Linked DNA regions of Capsicum annuum: region 2 is linked to region 1. A link is a contact called in public Hi-C data. All regions are on one chromosome and are shown on one strand. Each heading gives the region's core, a stretch centred on a gene start, on an enhancer-like site or on the middle of the called end of the contact. The rest is flanking DNA. Distances are from core to core; before and after follow the strand shown.

Region 1 (6,235 bases), core at 1,592-4,091:
AAATTAGGATGCTTGAATGTCTAACCGCTACCTTGGAAGCTCCAACAATCGCTCGAGTCAGTCAAGATAAGGCATATTCGAGCTAGAACCTACACCAAAAGGACGCAGTAGGCATGAGTACGACCCATTTATACTCAGTAGGTATCATAGGACGACCAAGCAAAGTAGTAAATAAAGAAAACAAAATATACACTAAGGGCATATCACCTGCAATCAGAAAATTTCCCACAATGGTAGCCCATACCGCTTGCACTAACAGTTCTGATATATCTTACATATATTACAACTATACACCAAGATATAGAACACAAGTATACATTATGTCACACATAAATAGAACAAGAGAGATAACATGTAGATACAAGATCATCAAATACAAGTAAAGGGAGGTAAGCCAAATACAAAGATGATAAGTCAATAAGGCAATACAACATAACATAAACACAATAAAGTAAGTGCAATGTATATGATGATGATGATGATGATGCATGAGGTCATCACACAACCTCCGAGATCGTCGCACAATCCCCGTATACACCTACGTAGGCAAGCCCCCTAACGCAGGACCCATGGGGGGCTCGTCAACCCATACACAATCCATATATCTCATATCTCTTTTCCAGCACATTCCTCGAAAAGGGTTTTATAAGCTGTTACAATATCTTTTAAAAAGCTGTTGCCAGTGTTTCTCATATGTTGCCACAGTGGTACCAATGTTTCATAAGTGAGTATGCTATGAGGATGAAATGCTCACAACCAATCACAATGAGTATTTTTACAACCAACCACATGATATATTTCCACAATCAACTATAATGATATATTTTCACAACCACATGAGTCAATATCCACTCATTATTTTTGTTTCATCCATAAATTTCCACATATCTCATATGTCAATAAAGTACGAATATAATTACAAACACCAATGTTACCACATTAAATATTTTAACAACACAATATAATTATTCACATGTAGTCAAGGTTATCAATATTATATAGGACCCCACATGATCACACATACCATATAATAACTCAATTTCGACAATTATATCACATATAGGCCCCCACACCGGCACAACACATAAATATCCATTTTTGATGATTACTTTCCACCCTTAATATGCATTTTGTACCATTATTTACTACCCAACCCAGTCTGAAGAGTTAAGCCATAAGCTACTTCGAAAGCCGAAACCGATCCGCTACACTTGAACCTGTGACCTTACTTTTCACAAACAATTCTGAACTCTACTAAAAACATTAAATATGCAATCTACGCATCAAGACAAAACCAACAACACCCATATTTACTACTTTTGGTTCGGAATTAAAATGGACCTCCAAAATAGATTTTCGAAAAAGAAGGATAAAATCAGAACTTTACTTCTAAAACATGTTCCCCATATTTTTAGGAACCTACAGCTGAAAATCCAAGTTAAATCGAGTCAAAAATGGTGTTCAAATCGAAGAAAAATTATTTTTGAGCTTTACCAGGTAAAATCTTTGAAATTTGGGTTAAAATCAAGAATCGGAGTTGTTTTGAAGGATAAATTGATTAAAAACTGGTAATAATAAGATAAAAATATTATTCAAGTAAAAGGAGTGAAATTTGGGTCTAAGATCATGCCCTATGATTTTTGGGGTTTTGAGGAATTTACCAAGAAATTACTAAGAAAAAGGGGTAAATTCTTACCTTAAATCCGTAATAAAATCAAGAAATAGATGTTAATCTAGCTTCCCAAGATCCCACAAGCTTCACTTTTAAGCTCCCAAACTATTTAGGGTTCAACTCTCAAGAAGCAAGATGAAAAATGAGTAAAATGGACCCAAAAACTATTTATATAGCGCAGAAAATCTGCACTAAAAGGAACAAAAAGCTGCAGTTTTATTTTTAAAGTCCACTCCGGACTTCGACAGGGTGCTCGAAATTCATTCGAAATTCAATACATGCAAACGAACTATGCAAACATACTAAATTCGACTTTCCGAGCGTGATGGCGATATCCGATTTTCAAAAAAAAATCGTTTTCACAAAATTGACCCCCAAAATCCAAAATTATAATTTTTCAAATCGAGGATCGAAATGAGATTTAAAATCCGTAAAATCATACCAAACATGCTAACGCCCTAAAATTGACATTCGAATCAGTTGGCGAAGTCGAATTTTCCATCCGAGGTCGTTTCGATCAAATGTGTGTCCCACATTCATATTTCCAATTTTCCAACTTTCCGACCTATAGGTCGAAATGAGCTCGAGTGCACCGGGACTTAAACCAAAGGTTTACCTAGCCTAAAATCGATATTCCGGAGCTGCTGGCGTAGTCTGTTCGACCATCCGTCGTACGGATCAAAAGATATCCATATAAGTCCAAAATAAGGCTCTCAAAGCCATCAAAAGCCACAATATTGCATAAATAATACCAAAATACATCGAAAGCCACAATATTGCATATATATCCTATTTTGTAAGACTAAAATCCAAACAATTCCCCTTTCAAGCTTAAGATGAATCCCAAGTAAATGGCTAATAATTACGTCGTCTAAAGGATTTTCTCTAATTAATTAAGTTACGATTGATTTTAAATTTTTCCCTTAAAACTAATTTTGATTAGAAAGATTTTAAACGCTAATCATGGTAGCTGCTACAAGTCTTTTAATGAGATCAAAGCTTTTAAAATAACTTGTAGAGTTTCTATAAATTTTAGTACCACATAACTTGCAAAGGTTATGGATCCCCACAAGACTCAGAAATTGAGAAAGAAATATTATTTTAGGTCATGGCCCAGCAGTTGATTGCAAAAACTGATAAAAATGATCAATGCATTTTCATAAGGGCCAAAATATTTTTCAAACAGTTTAAACGGTCTCAAATCCAAATAAATCTCATAGAGTGTTGAGCTCTTGGATCATGACCCAAAAAGACAAAGTGAAGATTTTGAACCCTTAGAGAAAGTGTGGTGTGAGGTTTAAGGGATAGATAGTTTTGAGATAAAATGAAGGATTATTTATCCCATGTTTGGTGAGAGGGGTTAGTTAGTACCGAAATTACTTTTCCCATCATTTATAGTGATGGGATAAATTATGTTATATATATGATGAGATAGCTAATTTCAAAATTAATTATCTGAGGATGACTCTTTTCCAACCAAGTGACCCCTTAGACACTTGTGAAATGGCTTATGAATTCCCATATCCATTTAGCTGTAAAATGAGTGGACTCATGACGAGTTTAAGAAGTTGGACTATACATCTAGTCCAAAGTCTCAACTTCGTGATATCTTCAAATTCTATTAAATATTAATTAGTTTGCCTTATTGCAAGTTGATTCACTAGTTGAATTAATGGCGTAATAATTCTTAAAAGAGATATTTAAGTTTAGCCATAAAATATTTAATTTACCGGTCAATTGTGCCTATAAAATTTTTCAAGATGTCTAACCTCTTCCTCGAAATATCACCAAAACCTTAATCTTTTCTTTGGCTTTTCAAAAGGTTTTCCTAAAGTACCTTTAAAATTTGATTTTCTAATTTCTTAAAAGTTATGTGGTGACTTTATTTTTTAATAAATAGCCAAGTTATTGGAAGGTTTTTAATCGAGTTTAAAAGTTGATCTTAACAAATACTACAGTGACAAGAAGTATACTTTCATGGTAAATACACTATTACTTGGGAAGATATTTAGAAGAAGAGTTTATTTAAAGATATACATATTATACAACATTCTTAGATCTTCAGATATGTTGAGCACAATCTAATTAGCCAAAAATTTTAATGGGGAAAGGACACCCACCAGCCATTTTGAAAACAAATGGTCAGCATTTGGTAATTTTCCACATTGTGGCCAGTTGGCCAAAATAATACCCCGTAATAGTCATTGGACTATTTTGGCCTTTTCCTGCATATACAGTTTTTATACCAAATTGATACAACGTTTATACCATATTTATCCACTTTTTCAAAAGACGGAACCTGTACATGCATATACAATCCCTATACCAAATTGATACAACGTTATACCAAATTGATACAAAGTTTAATGTCATTTAATAGCCTTTGGGCTACTTTGGCACTTTCCTATATACAGTTTTTATACCAAATTGATACAATGTTATACCAAATTGATACACTTTATCAAAAGTGACGGAACCTATGCATGCATACACAATCCTATACTAAATTGATACAATGGTTCTACCACATTGATATACTTTTTCAAAAGAGAGGGAACTCACACATACATATACAGTCCCTACATCGAATTCATACAACATTTATACTATTTTGATACATTTTTTTGTCAAAAGAAATATAGTAGTGAAATAAAAAATAGAAAAGTTGATTTCATTGTTTATAAGAAAATGGACAACATTTTTTTAAAATGAAACAATAAGAAAAATTTTAAAAAATAGAGAAGGAGACGAAGCCTACATTGAAATGGCTAAAAGTAGAAATTACTTTAGTGGCTAATTATAGGTAATTAGTTTTTGGTGGCTATTATGGTAGAATTATTTTAGAATGAAGTGCTATTTTTGTCATTTCCTCATTTTTAATTTCATGGTTATTTGGATTTCTACTTTCCCTAGTTAGATTATAACTGATGCTACCAGGGGCGGAGCTACAATACCCTATGGGGGTTCGGGCAAACCTAGTAGCTTTTACGTAGACCCTATATTTATACTTCTTTAGCCCACCCTACGGGGGTTCGGGCAAACCCAGTATCTTTTACGTAGATCCTATATTTATAATTTTTTTGCCCACAGACGTGGGTTTGAACCCCAATAGCAGCATGTGTTTTTTTTCCTTGACTTTTTATGCTTTTTTACTTAATTTAGAACCCACAGACTTCAAATCATGGCTCTGCCTCTGATGCTACCATGCATCTTTAACTCGTTTAATCATTTATAGAAAATTTCATAATGGGCTATAGCTTATGTCTATGTTATGTAGCTTAGTGATAGTTTTTTTTTTGGTGTAAAACATAGTCATTCTATTAGAAATTAGTGGGGGTGGGGGTTTGGTGCTCCTTCTAGATGAAGGAGCCAAAATATTATTGTTCAGGGTCACATCCCGACATTGTGGGCAAAAAGAGATATCAGTCATGGTCATGTTTTGACCTGAGTTTGATCGATTAACTATACGAGAAAAAGTCTTTCCAGAATAATCATACAAAACATAATTAAGTACAAATGGTGGGGGAGTTACTATGGTGGCCGGTTGCATAGGAAAAGGTATGATCGTGCCCTCCTTCGCCAAACGATCAACCACAACATTTTGTTCCCTATATATCTGCATTGGAGGTACTGCTTCCATCTCTGTCAGCAACGTCTTGCATTCACACATGATATCATGGTAAAGATGATAGTTGTTAGTGAGGATTTTGATGGCCACCATTGAATCTACCTCTATATATAAGGATCGGAAGCTATTATCTCTAGCTAGACGGAGTCCATATCTGATGGCTAATAATTTAGCCATCGTGGTAGTTCTGTGAGGGATGTGTTAGTAGTAGCCTAGTATCCACTCACTATTACTCCCACGAAAGACCCCACCTATTCTACCAAGGCCAGGGTTATTGCTAGCAGAGTCATCTGTGTTAAGCATGATGAAATTAGTAGTAGGGGGTTTCTATTTAACCTGGATGGTTAGATTTTGCGAGCTTAGGCTTGAATTAGACTTGGCTAGGAGTTGATACTCTGTGGCATTAGCAATAGCATTATCAAATCTAGCTAAATTATGATGATTATTGAACAGGTTGTCATTTCTAGTCAGCCATAATTCCCTTAAGCAATGGGGGAGAAGAGATCCCCAGGTTATCCAAATGTTAAAAGGCTTTCCTTTACATGATTCCCACTAGGTATACCAGTTGGTATCATCTATATTAATAATAAGGAAGGAAGGTTGGTACTGGCCTTTTTGGATCAACTTAGCCCAAAACTGTGTAGCATTGCAACATTGGAAGAAAATATGGTTAATTTTTTCCCTATTGTGATTGCAAAAGTGGCATTGGGGAGGTATATTGATACCTATATAGTTGAGAAAACTTCCAGTTGGGAGCCTGTTATGCATGAAGAGCCAGAGGAAAGTCCTACTTTTATTAGAAGCATCAGCTTTTTATACAAGGGAAAAGTTCTTCCCCTTGGTGTCGATGATGTTTAGGTTCCTAAGGTGTGTATACATGCTCCCAGTGGTGAAGATACCAATGGAATTGCAGTTCCAAACCACTTTGTCTTCCT
Region 2 (6,235 bases), core at 1,580-4,079, 170 kb after region 1:
ATCAAATATGAATTCTGTTAATTTGTATTCAATCATGATACATCATGGAGGGAGATGAGATTCATTGGGTTAGTTAAATTTTCGTATGCAAATGGATATTATTTATTCAAAACGAATTTAAAGATTTTTTTTTTTTTGTGTTTCTTCAATTCTCTATTGAAGAGTTTCCACCATCATACACTTTCTTCTTTTTCCTACAAGATTATATTATTCTAGTAAACAAATTTCATAATTTCTTTTTGTTTTATACAACTTCTGAGATTTTTTTTGAAAGAAAAACAAACATAAGCTATTGTTGTGTTATAAAAATATGATTTTTGGTAATTTGCATTCAATCATGATACGTCATTGAGGGAGATGAGATTTGTAAGTATGTTAAATTATTTAGCAAATTTATATTTTACAATCAAACGTATTTAAAGAATTAAATATTTTTTTATGTGTTTCTTCAATTCTCTATTGTTAAAATATTGAATTTGGTATAATATGATGATGAAATACTCTTGAAAGATTAACTGTATTTGAAGTTGTGTATGTTTATGGGTTGCATGATAAAAGCAAGAATTAGTTGTTGAAATTTCTATAATGTGGTGATGAAAGTCTCTTGAAATGGTAACTTTAGATTCAATGTGCACATCAAAAGTTTGAGTATTAAAGTTCTTGCATACTGTATGTTTATATTCAATTGATTGAAAGTTCTTGCATAGTGTATGTTTAGATTCAATTGATTAAAGTTCTTGCATACTGTATGGGTTGCATGTATGTTTATGGGCTGCATGATATGATTAAAATTTAATGTTTTATGTTTTGTGTATTAAAGTTGATTGTGAATGTAGGTAAAAGCATCAAATAAATTGGATACAGTTGTGGAGAATTTCAATTGGATGAAATACCATGCTCTCATGCTATGGCTTTTATTACGTATAGAAACCAACATGGCAAAAACTATTTCTCACCTTACTATAGCAATAAAAATTTCAAAGATGCTTATGTCATACCAGTTGAACCTCTTCCTTGTGAAAGTGCATGAAAAACATCACATGAAGTGTTGGATGAAATTGTATTATCTCCGATCATGTTATGAAAGATGAAAAGCACCAAATAAAGGAAAGTGTAAACGATCAAAAATTACGTGTAGGAACTGTCATCAAGAGGGACACAATAAAAAAGACATGCCACAAACATGCATCTCTTGCTTAAGATGAAATCTGTGTTTCTTAATTTATTTTGATGTTAGAATGTTTCTTGTTTTAAATTATTTATGTTCAATAAATTCTGGTGTTAAAATTTGTCCTATTTTCAATATTTTACGTCCATGGATATTGATTTATCATATTTTTTAATGATCAAATTCTAAAGAGTTAATGTTATTTTTGTTCATTGATAATGACTGTATATTTTAATTGAAATTGTTGTATTATGTATAATGTTGACTAACTTGTAATAAAAGTGTTTCATTATGATTTATGTACATGTTGATGTTGCTTGTTTAATTGCGAATAATATAAAATGACATATATAAGCAGAAACAATAAAATATATATGCAAAGACAACTAAAAGTATTTTCTCAGGTACTGTATGCAATCCTAGATTATCTGTTTGGAATATAACCAAACTATCAATTTTTCTAAGAGAACACAAAATCAATTTTTTCATTATCCTTTTTTCAAACCAACGACATATATGAAATCATGTCACAATCTTTTCTTTCCACGAGTGAGGATGACAACCATAAACAACACCATTTGTTTTCAACTCCAATCAAGCATGTCACAACAACACAAAAATTTTTCTTGATCTATAACGTTTTCGTCCTTGCATATGCTTTACCCATGACTCAATCGAAAAGCAGAACAAACCTAAAATCTACAAACTAATGCCCACACATGGAAGCTTCAACAATTTTATCTTTCTTATCTAAAACAATAACATATAAAATATGTCAATATTGATGTTTAATAGAACGACAAAGGAGGAAAGAATGAGTTGAAAACTTTTACTAATAGTTGATAAGAATTTAAAAAATATTGTGTATGAATTCACCTAAACAAATACCGTAAAATGTGAAAGTCTGTATAATAAAGTTAAAATAAGAGAAAAAGAAGTTAAAAAAGATAAAGAGATAAAACTTCTATTGGTAATTAAATACAGTAAAATATGAAAGTGTGTATAATTAAGTTAATTATTCAAGTTAATAAAAAGTATAAAATCAGTTCTTAACTTTAAAAAATATATTTACCATATATAACTCTTTAAATAGTGAACAAACTTTGATATTTAATCATTAAAAAAAGAAAAATATTAATACCTTAACTTGCCATAATTATCCAAGCTCTTTAATTAAGAGTGATAAATGCATATTGCTAAATATAAGGAAATAATACAAATATTAAATATTATAAAATTGAGTTTCGAAAATTTAATTAAAATTTGTTTTTCTTAAAAGTTGCTATAGGTTGAAATATTTCTTAAGTCTAGTAATTAATTAAAAGTTTTGCTATAACTTGTAATTAACAATCTAAAACTTATATTTGGGGTAATTTTCTAAAGATAAAGCCTCATATAGAATTGATTATTTGTGGTACCAAACATAGGTGATGCAGCAAGGGCCGCTCTAATGGCACCTGAATACAAAGACGAGCATGTCACCCACTAACGTTCCATCTTCTCCCCAACCCTTTCTAGAATCTCTAAATCATAAAATTCCATCGGTAATGTAGGAAAACGAACTCAAATAGCAGTGTGAGCAAGACGTGCTTGTGATTAACAAATTTCAGCTTCCATTTTTTGACTAAAATAAAGCTACTGTAAACAAACCAAGTACCGTCATGAAATACATAAGGAAAGTTCTGCTCGTTCTTAAACTTAATTAAATGAATTCATATCCAAGATCCATCAGAGTCAGTTCTTGATTTCCACAGATCTTGAAGCTTCTTTTGGAATATTTGAGGACCCATTTTTCTACCCACAACCTTAATTATTAATGATTTTTGCAAATGAGAGTACAATTTTGCTTTATCCGCAACTGTTATAAGTATGAAACTATTTTCGGAGCTTATCAGAGTAATTTCATCGGACATTTTTGTGCCCTCCAATTGAGTATTAAGATGAGGGAAAGGATTATTTTGCATAAGTTTCTGTACATTGCTGGAATTTGCCGGAGTTGATTGAGCAGATCTGTTTTATGATTTTTTATTGTATTGTGAAATTACTTTTTCCCTATTCTTAGATTGCATTTGTTTTTGTTAAAGATGTTGTCTCTAGATCTGAAAATTGAAAGATTAAAACTGTTTGTTTTTCAACATTTGAATATGCAAAATTTATTTATTTATATATTTAATTCAAAATATAATTCAAATAAATAATTAAGTCTATATTATAAAAATATCTAATTAAATACAAAAAAATTATTATTTGATTGAAAAAAATGTACATTTATATTTGTTGGTGATAGTGAAGATGGTTTGTAATAGTGATGATGGTGGTGGTAATAATTGATGTTAGTGACTAGTAATTTTTTTGGTGATAGTTATGATTATAGAGATGGTTGGTATTGTAATGACTGTTGTGAAGATGGCGATTGGTAGTCGCGCTGGTGGTTATGATGTAAAGTTGCTTGATGTTAGTTGTTGTTGGTGTTGATTGTGATGGTTGAAAATGAATGCATGATGGTTGATGATGTGTTGGTGGTAGTTGGAGACGTTAGTTATGATGGTGGAGATGGTTGTTTAGATATAGATTATAGCAATGGTAGTGGTTGAAGTGATGGTAGAGGTGGCGACACCAATGACAATGATTGTGGTGGTGGTCGAAGAATGCGTGGAGGTTGATGATGTGTTAGTGATAGTTAGCGGTGGTGCTAGTTGTGATAGATGAGTTGATCAGTAGTACGGATTGGCCGGCAATGGTTGATGATGGTGGTGACGTTGAAAATTATGTTGTCGTTGGCGGTGAATATAATTACAATAATGAAGGTGGTAGGTGGTAGAGACTCATAATAGTGTTTGGTAGCAATATTGGTTTGTCAATGGTGGTTGTGATGGTGGAAGAAATTGGTGGTGGTGGGTCGTGGGTCGTGGGTTGTGGTGGTGGGTCGTGGTTGACAATGGTGGCAGTGGCAAAGGTGGTTAGTGGTGGTGATTGGCGTTTGTGGATAGAGTGGTGGTAAGTATTATCCAACACAAGAATACCTCTTAATAATATTAAGACTTAGTTCTAGATCTGATTAAGAGATATTTAGATCTATTAAGAGCTAAAATCTTAATAAAAAACAATTACACTTAATGGCTTGAAGTCTGAACCATTCAGATTCAGATGAAGTACAAACAAATAAGGCGTTAGTCGCAAACCTTCATGAAGAGAGAGGAAAAAACTATCAGATTATATCACCATCTCAAAAGCAATATGTTAATAATTTTATGCTCCAAACTTTCTGTATGCTAAGTCTTTCTTCCTTAATACTTCCATACGAGAATTTAACAGAAAATTATTCGATGAGCATAATTGATAAATAGAATAAGATTCTTTTTTATTTGAGGGACAGAGAATATTATCAAGGTATAAAGGCCTTGAATGAGAAGGTAAAGAAGTAGAGCCAGAATATGTCACAGCCAAGTTTTTACATCTCCGATTCTGAGATCATTGGAACATCAACATCTTCAAATTTGTATCGTACGTTAAGCACTGAAACTCTATTGCTTCATATGATTCTCTTTACTAATTATTCAGCCCATTTACGAACATATTTAACTGTTAATTTACAAACTTAACAAGTTAAATCAGGAAGCTTGTACCTCATAACAAATTTAATTGTGCCGATTTTCCGATAAATAGTAACGTGAGTGAAATGAAATAAATAAAGAGCAACAGAAGAAGAATTGAGAAAGTTTAGACCAAGTATTAATAGTGAGAAGTTGAAATCATAACGATAATGATATGATATGGTTTGTGAAGTATCCAACATTTGGTTCGTCAATTGTCTAATACGTTAGCTAGGTTAAATAACGATTCAATATAATTTGTGAGAAATTCAACATAATAACCAAGTTAAATTTAACATTAAGTTACGCATATCTATCAACATGCATGCCGTAGTTCATCAATTTTGATTCCTCTTTCTGCCATCAATGCCACTCAACTTAGGGTCGTTTTCTATGCAGAATAAGGTGAGATATTTTAGGATTAACCCTGAGAACGAATTTATATTGTGTTTAGTTGACGATATTAATTTAACACAATAAATTTATACAATCAAATGCAGTATAAATTTTATCTCACACTTAATCATGAGATGACCCACCTTATCACATCCAACTTGTGGATTATTTTATCCCATCTCCTTGGTGAGAAATGACTTCCGGTTTTTTTAGTTCGGAATTAATTCAACAAACTTAAAAGGGCCATTTCCGCTCAAATGTCAAAGCTGAGAACTATTTAAATAGCAGCGCAAAAGTATTTTTTTTATGCAAATCCCCAATCAAACCCATGGTGATCAATGTACAGGGGAAAGAAATTCAAGTGGCTGAATCGTCAGCAAGCTAAAAGAAGCTCAAAGAAAACAGTTCAATATAAAAATAAGCAAGAGCCAGATGTCTTGAAAATAATATTTGCAAAATTCAGTCAGAAACAGCAAAATGCTTTGTGCAAAGATAACAAATTCAATGTGGGCAAATCATCCTACAAAAGAAACTACATATATCTAACAGTGAATTTTACAAAGTACAGGAGACAAATGTAACAACAATGTATATCCCCCAACTGGTGAGGTGTTCCGAAGTGTACAGCGCACCCAGAGGAGAATAACACACCAGAAGGGAAAAAAAGAAGCATACAGCCCCCGGCAACAGTCAGAAGCAACAGCTGCGAGTCACAATATTAAAGACTCTACATTAGGGCTGCTGTTGCTTTCTCATCGGAATTTAGCACCTTTTTTTATTTACTTCCCTTGAATGCTGAAAGAGAAAAGAACGATCTTGATGCTGAAACAGAAAACACCAAAACATTAAGGAAATGAAGGACATACATCAGTAAAAGTTTAATTTTCATGATCACGGGAATTTAGACGGACTTGTAACATAAAAGAAGAGAAAACCTTTTGTCGTACTTGCTGGAGCTGAAAGCCGGCTCGCTTGCAATTTCTGAGCAGCAATTTTGCCTATACTTGTTTGAGCTGCAAGTATGTATGTCGAGTCTATATAAATAAGATCAATCGATAATAGGATTGTGAAACAGATC

The links. Hi-C and Micro-C count contacts between places; a contact is called where the count stands out from the background.
Region 2: a Hi-C map of leaf shows a contact between it and region 1, with 2.8 times the contacts expected there. The contact joins two enhancer-like sites. A contact is called at or near these places in 2 of 5 Hi-C or Micro-C datasets (leaf and placenta).

The regions. Positions count from the first base shown.
Region 1 is chr3:114,448,875-114,455,109 of UCD10Xv1.1, forward strand. No RefSeq gene overlaps it. Among protein-coding and RNA genes, the nearest start is that of LOC107863564, 30 kb to the right of the region's middle. Within about 2 kb of position 2,842, at least 4 of the 5 cell types and tissues checked have an H3K27ac peak or open chromatin away from gene starts, as enhancers often do. A contact at or near this core is called in leaf, where this site is marked.
Region 2 is chr3:114,622,527-114,628,761 of UCD10Xv1.1, forward strand. LOC107863560 (serine/arginine repetitive matrix protein 2) reads right to left here. Exons shown (of 11, transcript XM_016709528.2): 10 at 6,093-6,170; 11 at 5,593-5,979. The coding sequence ends at 5,933. Among protein-coding and RNA genes, the nearest start is that of LOC107863560, 9.7 kb to the right of the region's middle. Within about 2 kb of position 2,830, at least 5 of the 5 cell types and tissues checked have an H3K27ac peak or open chromatin away from gene starts, as enhancers often do. A contact at or near this core is called in leaf, where this site is marked.